Linked DNA regions of Hordeum vulgare: region 1 is linked to region 2. Evidence: chromatin contacts called from public Hi-C data. All regions are on one chromosome and are shown on one strand. The core of a region is the stretch at or near the end of the contact, and the rest is flanking DNA. Distances in the headings are between cores, read along the strand shown.

Evidence for each region. A called contact is a pair of places that touch in the nucleus more often than the background predicts.
Region 1: a Hi-C map of leaf shows a contact between it and region 2, with 2.5 times the contacts expected there. The contact joins the promoter of LOC123449624 here to the promoter of LOC123449542 in region 2. A contact is called at or near these places in 2 of 6 Hi-C or Micro-C datasets (leaf and seedling) and 1 of 1 datasets of contacts at active chromatin or transcription factors (embryo).

The regions. Positions count from the first base shown.
Region 1 is chr1H:494,993,611-495,000,557 of MorexV3_pseudomolecules_assembly, reverse strand. It overlaps LOC123449624 (CDP-diacylglycerol--serine O-phosphatidyltransferase 2), which reads right to left and starts at 2,780. Exons shown (of 12, transcript XM_045126908.1): 1 at 2,158-2,780; 2 at 1,357-1,422; 3 at 1,133-1,192; 4 at 863-953; 5 at 610-664; 6 at 428-507; 7 at 206-322; 8 at 27-111. The coding sequence starts at 2,288.
Region 2 is chr1H:494,866,768-494,873,595 of MorexV3_pseudomolecules_assembly, reverse strand. It overlaps LOC123449542 (disease resistance protein Pik-2-like), which reads left to right and starts at 5,406. Exons shown (of 8, transcript XM_045126831.1): 1 at 5,406-6,424; 2 at 6,534-6,631; 3 at 6,735-6,828. LOC123449570 (50S ribosomal protein L7/L12-like) reads left to right here and starts at 3,987. Exons shown (of 2, transcript XM_045126845.1): 1 at 3,987-4,620; 2 at 5,105-5,306. The coding sequence starts at 4,011. The coding sequence ends at 4,601. LOC123449578 (ER membrane protein complex subunit 6) reads left to right here and starts at 1,120. Exons shown (of 4, transcript XM_045126856.1): 1 at 1,120-1,298; 2 at 2,130-2,325; 3 at 3,025-3,044; 4 at 3,177-3,589. The coding sequence starts at 1,210. The coding sequence ends at 3,207.

The DNA of each region.
Region 1 (6,947 bases), core at 1,531-4,030, 130 kb before region 2:
TCATTAAGAGTCTTTAGATGTCTCACCAAACCAATTGCAGATCAAGATGTCCAAGATAATACTATCCCACCAGCACTCATTAAAGTTTGGTAACATATGTCGGAACGTAAGCTGCAAAACATGATAATAAGCACATTTCATTGTCAAAGACGGCAATAAGACGACAAAAACATAACTTCTTCCAAACAAGGAGACCAGATCTAACCTCCATTAGCTCGAAGCCAATCGACAAGACCCAAAGGAGAGCTTGATTTCGTATCATTACAGCCTTGCCCCACCAGCCCAAGACATGGGCGACAACAAATTCATCAAACAATGTCTCCTATATATTGATCACGGAAGCCGTCAAATTTGGTGGGATTAATGACAGCAACAATAAAAAGGAGGCCATCTTCATGAAATAGGAAGGTTCACATGGAAATCATACATAAATATTTATGAACTTGTTATTAGGGTTTTCTGGAACATACAGACGGCAATCGGCTCCATAGGATCTCTCCGGTAATTCTGCATTTGGGTAAAAAAAAAGAGCAGGGGTTTGTTAACACCATCTTTTCACATTTTTACCAGTGATGATGTGAAACTAACGAATTCACACAAAGACATTACCAACTCCGAGATCAGGAGAAAGGTGTTTCATGAACCGGCGAGCATCGTCACGATTCTGGAAAACGAGCAAGAAATTAGGACAATGCGCTGTATATCCATGATGTGCCACACATGCATGTTTATGGCATTTACTCTTGAAGTATCCAAATCATGTGTTCAGATGCCAACAGAACAGTAACAAACAGTGCGCATAGCAATTTATAGCATGTCCTCGAAGAGGAAAAATTAACTGCACATAGTGCGTATAGCTAACCTGGAAAAGAAGAAACGTGAGAGCAACAAGGTAAACAACCGCCAGCCCGTGCACCAGGCGCCAGAAGGCAGGATGGGGCCGAATAAGTATCCTGTCATAATTTTTGCCAGATGGCTGAATTATTGTCTACCAAATCATCCAATGAGACCAGCACACCAAGAAAATTTACAAGGATATTAAATCATGAACAATACCGACTGAATTTGCATGATTAAGCACTAATGTTCAGTTTATACAAAAAAAATAAAAACTGTCAAAAAATGAACTCACGTTGATGGTGCCTGGAGTGTGCAGTAGGCGAGGAACACCGCAATCATAGCCCAGACACCCCTAGAAAGCGCCAGCAGGCAAAAATCATGTCAGCGTCACTCGCTCTCCCCAATCATTTTTGCCGAAAAGGCGGCATCAGAACCCATTTTTTTCCTAGCCGTGATAAACATGACAGCGAACAGGGAAATTCAGGCTGGCTTGAGCCATACTGCTACATACAGTACCTCTTGATAGATGTGGAGCTGCTGTGAGAGGCAGCGCCCTCCGGATCCAGAGCTCCACTCGCCCAGCTGAAACGGGAAACAGTATTGAAGTTTGAGGTCAGATGGCAGCCAGAGAAAGTAAAGAGGAGAAGAAGAACAGTCCACATTTCTTCAGTGGTACTACAAGTTACTGAATCCGTTGCTTGCCCCGTGTGAGTTCTTCCGACACATATTTTCTTTTGGGATAACTTGGCACTGAGTTCACTCAACCATGGATAGTCTCTGGGGTTTACTTAGCTCTAAGCTTGATGGAGGTCTCATTAACCCATCAAGCGACAGCAAGGGTGTTCTTCTAGAACGACGTGAAATGCAGTGCAGCCGAGGAGCGCAAGAATATTTCCAGACAAAGAGAATTGGCAAGAGATATTCGAAAAAGATGTCGATTCTCATCACCACCCCCACCCTCCTAGTAGGTTGGTTCATGATGCTCCAATCATAGTACAAAAGCTGAACCCTTTGGCAACAAAAGCCATTAAATTTGGACCCAGGGAAAAAGATACTCTCTGTAAAAATAAAAACAACCACGAAGGGTGTACAATTTCTGACACTGTTGCAGCACCTGATATCCCTGCAGGCTCTTGTACTTGCATACTACTACCCCCCAACGCAAACGCACACGCTTTTTCACATCTGGTTTTGACTTTTCACGGCCGGTCACGCAGGCCAGCGGCGGAAGAAGAAGAAGGAGAATAAAAAATTGCGAGGAGCACGAGAGGAATCAATCAATCGGCCGGGGATGGGATGGTTGCTTCGGTTGCTTACATGAGGAGGCATGCGCCGACGAGGAGCACCGAGATGGTGCGCGGCTTGTAGAGCCAGGCCGTCCACGGGTCGTACTCCTCTGCCGGCGGCGTGCGCGGCCGCGCCCTCTGCCTCGCCGCCGCCGCCTCCATCCCTGCCCGAAACAGGGGAACGGACGCCGCTGACTATGAGCGGCGGCGACGACGGAGACCGCCGCCGGCCGGACGGAGGCTCGGGAGGTGGCGGCTGCCGCCAGGCGCCAGCTTCCCGACACGTATGGCTGGATATGCTGCCCGCTGGCGTGCCGGCTGAGGACCCTATCCGTAGCGAGAGCCGATGAAGGATATGGAATTTGGCGGAGACGGAGGCGGCGGGCGATCGGAGCAGGTGGGGGTGGAAGGAGGAGGGAGTGGTGGCGGCGGCTGGGTTCTTCCTCTTTAAAGGAGGAGGGAATCGGGAGGAGACGGGACGGGACGGGGGAGCCGTGGGCGGCGATGGTGGATTGGGTTTGGCGTCTCCACGTACGACGCGGCGGCGCCACGGAAATCACGGAACCACCGCCGTTCCGTTTGCCGCCTGGCCCGGCCTACGACGCTCTCTCTCTCTCTCTCTCTGGCACGGATTCGAGCGAGGTCCCCCGCCTCCCCGGGCTGGGCTGGCACGTATAGTAGGTAGTAGGACCATTGCTCCGGGTCCGGTTCACCAACCAGTTTTTGTTCGATTCCACTTGTATTTCCTTCACAAGAAAACACCACGATATCTCGTTATATCTGAGAAGAAACATCCACGGATAAAGTGAAATACATTGAAATAGAAGAAAAAAAGACACTGCCTTTAACAAGGTTCTTCAACAGTAACGCGTTTAGAAAAGGAAAGCGCCGCTTGAGCTTAGCCACCACCGGATCCAATCACCAAAGTCAAGAATCAATGTCCGATCATCTACGGCCGGACCTCTCAAATGATCCTCATACGTCTGCGATCGCGTCCGATTACTAATCGGACATGAGAGAGAAGAAAAAAGTGACCCAATCGAGCCCCTCGTATCGTTTCTATACGCCCGCGCTGTCACGAAGATCTTCGATGGCCCCTTCAATCTCCAACGAGGGCGTCGCCGCAGGTCGGAGTGATCACCACAATGGCCAGTACCTACGGCGGAGCACATCACCTCAGCGGAGAGCCCTGTCCACGCATGTCAACCGAGGCCCAACATGATCGAGACTGGGAGCACGAAACCACATCACCATCACCGATGTGACACGCGCGTAGAGCATAGAACCACTCGACATATGAGCATCCTTGAAAGACAAAGAACATCTACAGCCACAACCAGCAAATCCGACCCCTCGGCGCGTCCGCGGGCATTGACCGGGCACGCCACATATTTGGTACTCTGCATCCGCGTATCTCATATCGAAATCCTATATTTATACTACACATGCAACGTGGAACTACTCTACGTGAACAAGCATCAGACAACAAAATCGAAAGTTCATCTTAAGTTTGTCGGACATAGTTCAGAGATTTCTACAACTAAAAACTATATAAACAATGCGAAGGAAGGAGTGGCGAGATCACCACTTCCTCGCGGGGTCCTTGCCTTTCCGGTCGCGAGCGCAACTTTAGCCATTCACGGCTGGGGGGGGGGGTCTTGATCGTCGTCAAAGGAGGCGCAGTTGTCGTCGTCATCGTCGGAGAGGACAATGAGCCCCTTCATCCGAGAGACCGCCCTGTCCTGCTACCGCTTTACCTTGGCGATCCTAGCCACCTCCGTCGATGTCTCATTCGTATCGCGCTCCGACTGCTCGATAGCAAGCCCGAGCGCCTTAACGTTCTTCCGCTAGAGGTGTCGAGCGTCCGTCTCCATCGTCGTGAGGGACCGGTGGTACACTCAGGCCAGGAGGCATTCGTCCTCATCGGGCTCCTTCGGCATCTTGCGGCGACGTCGCGCGGAATGCTCCGCACTTCCCTCTCCATTGCTCGCTGCCTCTCACGACGGGCGGCACGCGCCTCCGAGTCTGGAGTGTGTGTGCGGGTCGGTGGCGGGGGGCAGTAGGACCCATCGCTGCCCGCGAGGAGCGGACGGCGGGGGAAGAAGGCGACGCGGGGCCTGTACGAATTGCATAGTCCTGGTGGAGCCGTGCACGCCCCGGGAGGGGCCGGGTCCTGCGTCCGTGCTGTGCCGACGCAGGAGCTGCGACGACACTCTAGATCCGGAGCTGTCATCAGTGTCCACCTTGGACCGCTCCAAGGTGATGTGGAGGGCGAGCTCCTTGTCGTAGTCCGAAGTGAGGTTCGGAGCGATGCGCCCATAGTGGAATTTCTCGGTCGAGCCTGTCAGCTGGGACGTGGCGGACGCGCTTGGGTGTGACCGAGCCGCTGCATATCCGCCCCGGATTTGGACTGGATATGAGGGGTGCCGGTCAACTCGGGGTTTGAGACGGGTTTGAGAGGTCCGGTTGTAGTGACCGGACAACCTTGTCGGGGCATTTGAAACGGGTACAAGGGGTCGGTTGTAGATGTTATAAAACGACGTATTTAAAAAAAGCACAACCGCACATGCAAGTGTTAGGCTGGTTAAAATGAAGAGTACCATATACTAGTATCATGCATATGAGGGCATCCCCAATGGTCGTATGATCATCGTTGGTAAAATTGCCACATAGATGATTTTGATGACATGACACATAATAAAAGAAGAGAGAGAATGAAATCGTATGAACTTGAAGCAACGGTTCACACACAAGCTCTAAGGCAAGCATGGTTATTTCTTCACTATTTAGTGGACCCGCTTAGTTATTTTACATACGATTAACATACACTTCATTGAAAAGCTTGTATGATGTGTTGTTGGTTGTTGATGTGGACACTTATACCAACGATTGAACATACAGACTGTTGAAGATGCTCTGATATTAGTCTATGACACTACATACATAATGCATAGTATTATATGTTAGTACTACATTTAAGAGCATGGTTAATAATACAACCAACAATCGGCTATAAGGAGTTGTCATGTCATATAGAGCCAACCTAATAGCCGGCATGTACAATAGTAAGTTTTAGATGTGTACTACTTTAATAGTAGTTGGCTCACCTTAAAATCTCACAAAGTGTCTTGGGTCTCATATTGCACTTGGCTACTTACCAAGAGCCCGCTTCTCTTCTCTTTCCACCCCTCTCTCCTCCAACTAAGCAAAAATATAATATTCTAATCCTTATAGCCTGCTTATGTCACCTTATTGTACTTGCTCTAATAGTACATAATAGCATGACACATAATAGAATTAAATGGTTGTAGTAGAACAGTTCATTTATTGTCATGCATGACACATAGTAGCACAACACTTAAGGTTGATCGTAATGAGAGTAGACAATTTTAATGAGGTGACATAGAATTAAATGAAAAAAGAAAAAAAATTGAGTATCCTATCATGATATTGTATCATTTTAAATGTTGTACTCCCTCCGTTCCTAAATATAAGTCTTTTTAGAGATTCAACTAATAGACTACATACGGATGTATATAAACATACTTTAGAGTATAGATTCATTCAACTAGTAGACTTATATTTAGGTACGGAGGGAGTACTACTATATGTGTCATGCATGGTAACGAATGACCTATTCCATGATAGTATTAACATACGATACTATGCATTACAGTTGTAGTATCATACACTAGTATCATATGCATGATACTAGTACATGATACTCCCCATTACAACCAGTCTAATATGACACGTTATCATAATATTATACTCAACTCTCTTTCTTCATTTAATTTTATACCACCTCATAAAATATGTCTAGTTGTCATATACTCATATATGATACTCCCTCCGTCCCAAAATAAGTGATTAAAAAATGACTCAACTTTGTACTAAAGTTGAGCCATTTTTAAGTCACTTATTTTGAAACGGAGGAAATATTATTTATTATACTTTCATTAGGATCAGCCTTAGAGTAAAACCGTAATGGACAAGTTTCACCATAGAGAATCCATCATTACGAGTTATGCCCGGCTCATCCGAAAAAAAAGGAGAGAACTGTCAATCAATCAAAAAGTATAACAACAACCTAGAATACACTGCACATCGATCTTTTCTTCTTTCTACAGACAGTTGACCCTAGATATGATATGTACAACACTTCATAAAAAGGAATGCATTTGATGTGTATACATTATGACTGTATGACCGATTGATGCAGAAGCCGGAGCTTCTATCATCCTTCTCTAAAAGAAAAATGGTATGTACACATTGTGGCGTTTCTCTAGCCTACCAGTACTCGGCCAGCGGCCGTCGTTTTCTACCCGCACCATCCATATGTGGACTCCATATGTGGTAGGCGTGTACAGTATTACATAGGTGCGCAGGCATAGGCAGAGGGCCGGCGAGACTCTGGACGTACGTACAGGAATCATGTCGAAAAGGAAGAGGTGAGGCGTAGGGCGGGTTCTATTTTTCTCTACATTCAGTTAGATATTCTTCTATTGTATTATGTATTACCCGGTATAGTTGTTCACGAAACTAAGATGCAATATCATGTTTGCCTTCATATAGGTTTGTTATCCAGATATCTGCTGTAGGTTGAAAACATACACATGCCTCTCCTTCTCCCCTCCTATACCCTAAACCCTAAATAACCTTGATAATGCCACTCCTTCAATTTAATATTTAAATTACTTTCTCTAAAATTTGCATGAACAAACTTGAATATAAACCGACCGTCTACTGAAGAATGATATGTGGGCTTGGGTGAAGTCCATGAAAGCGAAGTGTGGTAGAATTAAGCTGCTTATGTAGTGT
Region 2 (6,828 bases), core at 4,157-6,656:
GACTGATTCTTTGTACGTATTAGACCTACATGCAAGCCGTGTTAAAATAGAAGACCTGTGAAATTTTAAACTGCATTTTTATATGATAAGACCATCTTTATTTGTATCGTAACTATAAATTCTTAAATTATAGACATTTTTTATAAATTAAGAGCGTGTGTCGTGTGGTATTTCTTTCTCCCGTTGCAATGCATGGGCCCTTTTGCTAGTAGATATAGATAGATATAGATTATTAGGGGAGAGGTAAGATAAGATAAGAAAGCTTCTCATCAGCCGGTGGAAACAACATCTGCATCGATCGCCTCGTACAACTGACACGTGCCCCATGCTGCTATCCCACCTCACATCCTTATCCTTATCTCCAAACGTCTCACAACCACTAATCTTTGTCTCCATCTTTTTCCATCCCACGAGCCATTGCTCCATGAGCTTGAGCAGGAATGGAATCAGGCGCCGCACCTCGGCCTCCTGGCGAGCTGCAGGAGCTCGTGCTGGTGCTGGTCAGGCGCCGCACCTCGGCCTCCTGGCGAGCTGCAGGAGCTCGTGCTGGTGCTGGTCAGGCGCCGCACCTCGTCCCCTGGCGAGCTGCAGGAGCTCGTGATGGTGCTGGTGCTGTAGCCTGTAGCAGTCGAGCTAGTCGACCACGTCGTCGTCGGCGTAGAGCAGCTCCTTGACTTTTGTTTGCAGAAATTCCTGAAACATGACCTTTGTTGCAAAAAATTCTCCCGCAAAAGTATATATGTTGCAGAAAGGCGAAGAAAAAAAAATTTCTGCAACAAGCAAATTGTTTCTAAAACTCGACCGTTGTTTCAGGAATTAACGGGTCCAAAGTTTATTCTTGCAACAAAGCAAAAGTTTCTGCAACTCAGCCATCGTTTCAGGAATTATGGGGTGACTGGCCCGAGCGGATCGGACGGCTACGCGTAGATCAGACGGCCCTCCAAGTGGTGAATGTTTATTAAACATCCGCCGGTGGATGCGTAGCAGGCCCCATAAGATAAGGTAAGATAAGATATACGTAGGATTCCTAAAAAAGAGAAAAGGCCGAGGACGAGCAGGCCAAAATTACCTCCGTCAGGAAAAAAAACTAGACGAGGTCCACCGCCAAGTGACCCAACCCCGCCCCCGTACAGTCGAGCCGTCCAGATCGCTGCCGTCCCAGACTCTCCGCCCCCAAATCTCGCCCGGAAAAAGAGAGATTTTGCGGCGATGGCGGCGGCCGGCGGCACCTCCTCCGACGATGTCCCCGTCATCCAGGCGGAGAACCTCACCAGCAACGTCAGGTCCATCCTCTACAGGTACGCGCCTCTCTCCCCCTCCCTCCCTTCCGCGCACCCCCCTTCTCTTCCCGGTGGGTTCGACGGTTGACTCGATCTAATCTGGGCTCTGGAGGTGTGCTCAGTTTTGGATTATTTTTTAGCCTGTTCATGCGTGATCCCAGCGTATCTCGTGGATCATTAGCGTAATCGTTGGTCGCTGGATGTTTCTCTACAAGTATTCGAGAGAAGGGACGAGGGTACTGGGTTTTAATTTTTCGATTTAGATTGAGCAATGGGACGACGACTTTGGAATTAGTGTGTTTCTCCTGGAACCATGGTGCGCTGTGGGAGAACAACGTTACGCTGTGAATTGGAACTTTTGGTAGCTGCTGGTGGACTGATTAAAAATGATTTGCTTAGATTTTCCTCTAAGGTTGAGATGCATCGTACCTGGGAGTCTGGACTGGGGGGAACACAGTTGGTGAACAGCGAAGCTAAACTGCTGAAGTGATTCGATCTGGGGGACATGCTTCTTAGATATGTTAGATCCTAGGTGTATCTAGTTTTCGAGTGGAAGGGGTATAGAAGTGATGTTCTTGTTTTCGAGTGAAAGCTGTTTAGACAGTGTAATTACAGTTTAGTAACTATTTTAACGTGTTTGGTTGGTGGTGGACATATGCAGTACTACTTCGGTAACAGGCTTCAGCAACTGATGGCTTCCTGTGCGGCGATGCACTATCCAATTTCTTGTTTCCATTTTGTTGATAACACTTGTTTTCGACTATAAGGAATTACCCTATATGTGTCACTTATCTGCTATTTAACCAAACATGGTCAGGTCCTGAACATGATGATTTGTTTGTGTTACAGTCGGACATTCTTGTCGATCATCAGTGGAGTTGTTGCTGGCATCTGGGGGTTCACGGGTCTGACGGGTTTCGTCTTCTACTTTCTGATAATGATGGTAGCATCTCTTGGGCTCTTGGCAAAGTCAAAGTTCTCAGTCCACACATACTTCGATAGTTGGAGCAGGATTTTAGTTGAAGGAGTTTTGGCCGGCCTTATGGTAAGTATTGTTGCCATCATGATGTATTCTGTGGTTTACACCCCAACCGCATAAACATTTTCACCCTTGCATGCTATTTTATATACTGTTGAAATATGTCATGTACATACACTACCTGTCTTGGTTTTTAGTCTAAATTCATCTTGGAAGCTATTGAATATTGAGTTGGATCCAGATGAGTTCTTATTTAGTACAGCTGTCAAAAAACCTAAAGTTAGGACTAGGAGTTATGCAAGTATATACAACTCTAATTTGCCACTGTGTTCAAAGACTAGCTGTAGCTTTAGATAATCCAGTAGGGCCACAACCATGAATAATAGTGAAACTTGGGAGGATTATTATCTATTAAAGTATCTTTGTTATAGTTAATGGCCACTCATGCCCTTTGATAGATGTTGCAAAATGATCCAAACACAACTGTTTATATTCTACTCAATTGCATATGTATTTTTTGCGTTCTCGTTTTCAAGTTTATCTTCTAATATTTGCTCATTATTAAAGTATCTTTGTTATAGTTAATGGCCACTCATGCCCTTTGATAGATGTTGCAAAATGATCCAAACACAACTGTTTATATTCTACTCAATTGCATATGTATTCTTTGCGTTCTCGTTTTCAAGTTTATCTTCTAATATTTGCTCATTACAATGAGCTTTTGCTTTGCGTGATGTTCTAACATTGTGATTTTTTCATTTGCAGTCCTTCGTGCTGTTCTGGACGTATCCTTGATAAATTAATGTGCTATTCTTTTATTTTTAACAGATACTGGAGTACTTAATTTGTCCCCGTCCTCTTTTAACTGCTTCTTTGGTGATATATTCTTGCTTGAGTTCATCCTTAACACTTGCCAGATTCGCGTACGATATCGTCCACATCTTCTGAGTTCTGATGGAAGGAGAGTCTGATGAGCACATCAACATGCCGCACCTTCTGATGGGAGGAGCTAATGTGAGATGAACCAAGCATATGCAAGATTTCCCCTAACATGATGGAACAAAGGAGTCTCCTCTTTATTATCCATTTTTGTTGTTAGTTACTTTTACTGTCTAGTTTGGTGAACTGCAACCTTGTATATGCCTATTTGATGGCTGGTGTATCAGATATCACGGTGTAAGCACCACACACTTGAATTCATTTACGGATGTCGTAGTTCCCGTGATGATCGGAAACAGTTATACTGCTCTATTTATTTCCCGTCTTCATGGCTTAATGCTGTCGAATGGCTCGAAGTGAAAGCACTATTCAGGCATGATTGACTTCTAAATGTGTCATCATTTGTTTTGTAGAATTCGTTTTACTTGCTTCTATATACAATTTGTATAATCTGGCTTGTGTTTTTGTTGCCAAACTATTGTGTGTTTTTGGGCTGATTATGATCTCTTTTACTCTGTTGAGAGGATTCTGTACTACTGTTTTTTGTTAGGGTTATAATTGGATAAGTGCCACCCGGATTTTGTTTTTAGGGGTATGTACTACTGCTTTTCCTTTTTTCTTTTGAGGGATTGAGGGAAGGGTTTTAGAAGAGAAGCGTAACCAGAAGAAACATAATGGGCTCACTGGGCCGGGTTTACTATTATGGGCCTAAGTCCAGATCCAAAGTAGCAGGCCATGGCTTCATTTCCAAAACCCAATTCCCAGAGAGCATCGCTCCCACTGGCCCCAGAACCCTAACCTCCAGCTCCACCATGGCCTCCTCCCTCCTCCGCTCCGGCCAGCGCCTCCTCCGCCACCACCGCGGCCGCCTCCCCGCGGCCTTCTCCACGGCGGCCGCCGAGGAGCTCATCGACGTGCGCAAGCTGCCCACCGACTACGACCCCTCCACCTTCGACCCGACCGCGCCGCCGTCCCGCCCGCCGCCCTCCGACCGCGTCTGGCGCCTCGTCGACGACGTCTCCGCCCTCACCCTCGCCGAGGCCGCCGAGCTCTCCGCCCTCCTGCTCCGCCGCCTCGACATCCCCTCCGCGCCGCCCATCGCCATCCTCAACTCCGCCGCGGGTCTCGGCGGCGGCGGCGCGGCGGCCGCTGGCGCTGCCGGCGACAAGCCCGCGGCCGCGGCCGAGAAGACGGTCTTCGAGCTGCGGCTGGACTCGTTCGACGCGGCCAGCAAGATCAAGGTGATCAAGGAGATCCGGACGTTCACGGACCTCGGGCTCAAGGAGGCCAAGGAGCTGGTGGAGAAGGCCCCCGCGGTGATCAAGGGAGGGTTGTCCAAGGAGGAAGCCGAGAAGATCGTCGAGCGGATGAAGGCCCTTGGTGCCAAGGTCGTCATGGACTGATCGGCGCCTGCATTTCGAGGTGAGATGAGATCTCTCTCGCGGAATTGTAAACTCAGATTAGTTTGAGCCAGCAGATGGATGACTAAAATTGTCGAGAAACTGATGACCATGTCACCTACACGCTAGTTGTTTTAGCACACACCCATCACATTTCATTATGATGCAATGTGTGCCATTTGATTGTGTTGTTCCGCTGTGATCCTAGTAACCCTTGCTGTTTAATCGCAACTGCACATTTCTGGATTTACAATTGCCCATTTGTCACAGCAAGTCGAGTTATTGATTTTAGACGTAGATGCAAATGTGGTCTACTCTCTGCCGTGCTCCGTACGAATAATAACATACGTCGCTCTACCTTGAATGGAACTGAACTCTTGTGAGTTGGTGTGTATTAGTTATTTTATCTGCACACATCACAAATTTCTGATTCCTTTATTCTGTGGAATCAAGGAAGCAGTTGTGCAATATGTATGCAAATTTAAATCTGCTGTTCTTATCTGCAGGTACTCTTGAATGTATGAACCATATGACTTCCATGGTTGATTGCTGCGAGCATTGTGGGATTGTCAGTGTCGTTGAACCTTTTCAGGTTCAAAGTTTTTCATGATGCTGTATTCTCTTAGTTGCCTTCCACTCTTATTTTGTCGATGAATTTTCTATCTCTAAAACGAAATGTGGAATAAAGTATTTTAAAAGATCAGATAAGAAACATGCGCTGAAATGACTTCTGACCGCAATTGAGTTGCCTTTTGTTAATTTTGGAAACTGAAGTTACACTCTGGCTGGCATGCGTACGGTTCCTTATTAGATGTTCTGTGGTGCACTGCCCCTTCCTTAGCTCTATGATCTGCTTGTATTCTGGCGAAATATTCAAGTTTGGTGTAATGTGGTGACCAGTCAACTAACTACAGATTTATACACTGTATTACGCAGTTCTCCAGCAAATTCTTCTCTTTATGTATACATACACATTTGTTGGAGCAAAACGGAAGAAATAGATTCCCCTCAACAATGTTAAGGATGCTTTTGTTGTTCCTTCTGTTGTTTCATGTGGAGTAGCTAGCCCGGGATAGGGTTCAAAGCAGCCTGGCACTAATATGCAGGGTTAGAAACAGTCTGAGAGGCAGAAAACCTGGGTTGAACAGAACAAGAGCTGCTTCCCAGATTGTTCAGGATGCTAGCTACTCGACGTGAAACAACAAAAGGATGAAGACGTACTAATCTGCTGCTGCTGCTGCTGTAATTATCACTGTAATTATCCTTACACGGACTATGCGGACACGTCTGCCTGTATCCCTACAGGTTGTTCAACTATCGCTGTCTCCATTATCAGCTTAACATCTCACTCCTGTAGGAAACAATCATCAGTGCTGAACTGAGTGATGAGTTGATCTTCTGCTGATTTGTTCAACACCTGCAGGTCAATCCTAGATAGTGTTATCTTAAGTAAACAGCCATCCATAAAAAAAGGAGGGAGCACCTAAGAAATAATTTAGAGGCCAACAACCTGCTGGTGTAGGGGCCCTGCTGGAGATGCTCCAAGAAAACAAATGACCAATCCTTCCATGCAACGCCATATTATATGCTAGTGTAATGCTACCAATAGACACAACCTCTGTTAAAAATGTAACCGATTCATCAACCATAAAATAGACACAACTTGCCTCACCCGTTGACCTCCTAGCCGAGCTCCTCAGCCTTACTTGGCAGTCCCATCTACATCTGGACCAGCTAATCTCTGATCTCCTTTCTTGGTGTGGTATCTCTGGCGACTCCATTCTTCAGTGCGGCTGAACAACAAGTGGTTATTGATTTCTGTCAAGGTTTGTTCTTTTTTTTTTCCTCTCTTCTTTCCCTTGGGTTGAGCTTTTCAATTGGAAGTTTGTGCTTTTCTGGTCTGAGTGAGTTCTTGATCTATTGTTGTTGTTCCAGACTTGAGATCGAGCCAGCTTGCATTTGGTTGCGGAAATATTACTTGCCTGCAGATCGACCGAACCACTACAGCTCTTGTTTACCTGGCATCGCAGCAGGTAAATCTTTTGAGCTACTTTGTATTCTCCAGTTCAATGGCATGTTCACCAAAGCTAAAATAGACACTGCTAACCTACGGTAGCTCCTAACCACACTGCTCAGCCTTACTTGGTCATCCCCTGCTCATCTGGACGAACTAGTCTTGATCTCTTTTCTTCGTGTGGTATTCCGGTGACTGCATTATTTATTGCGGTTG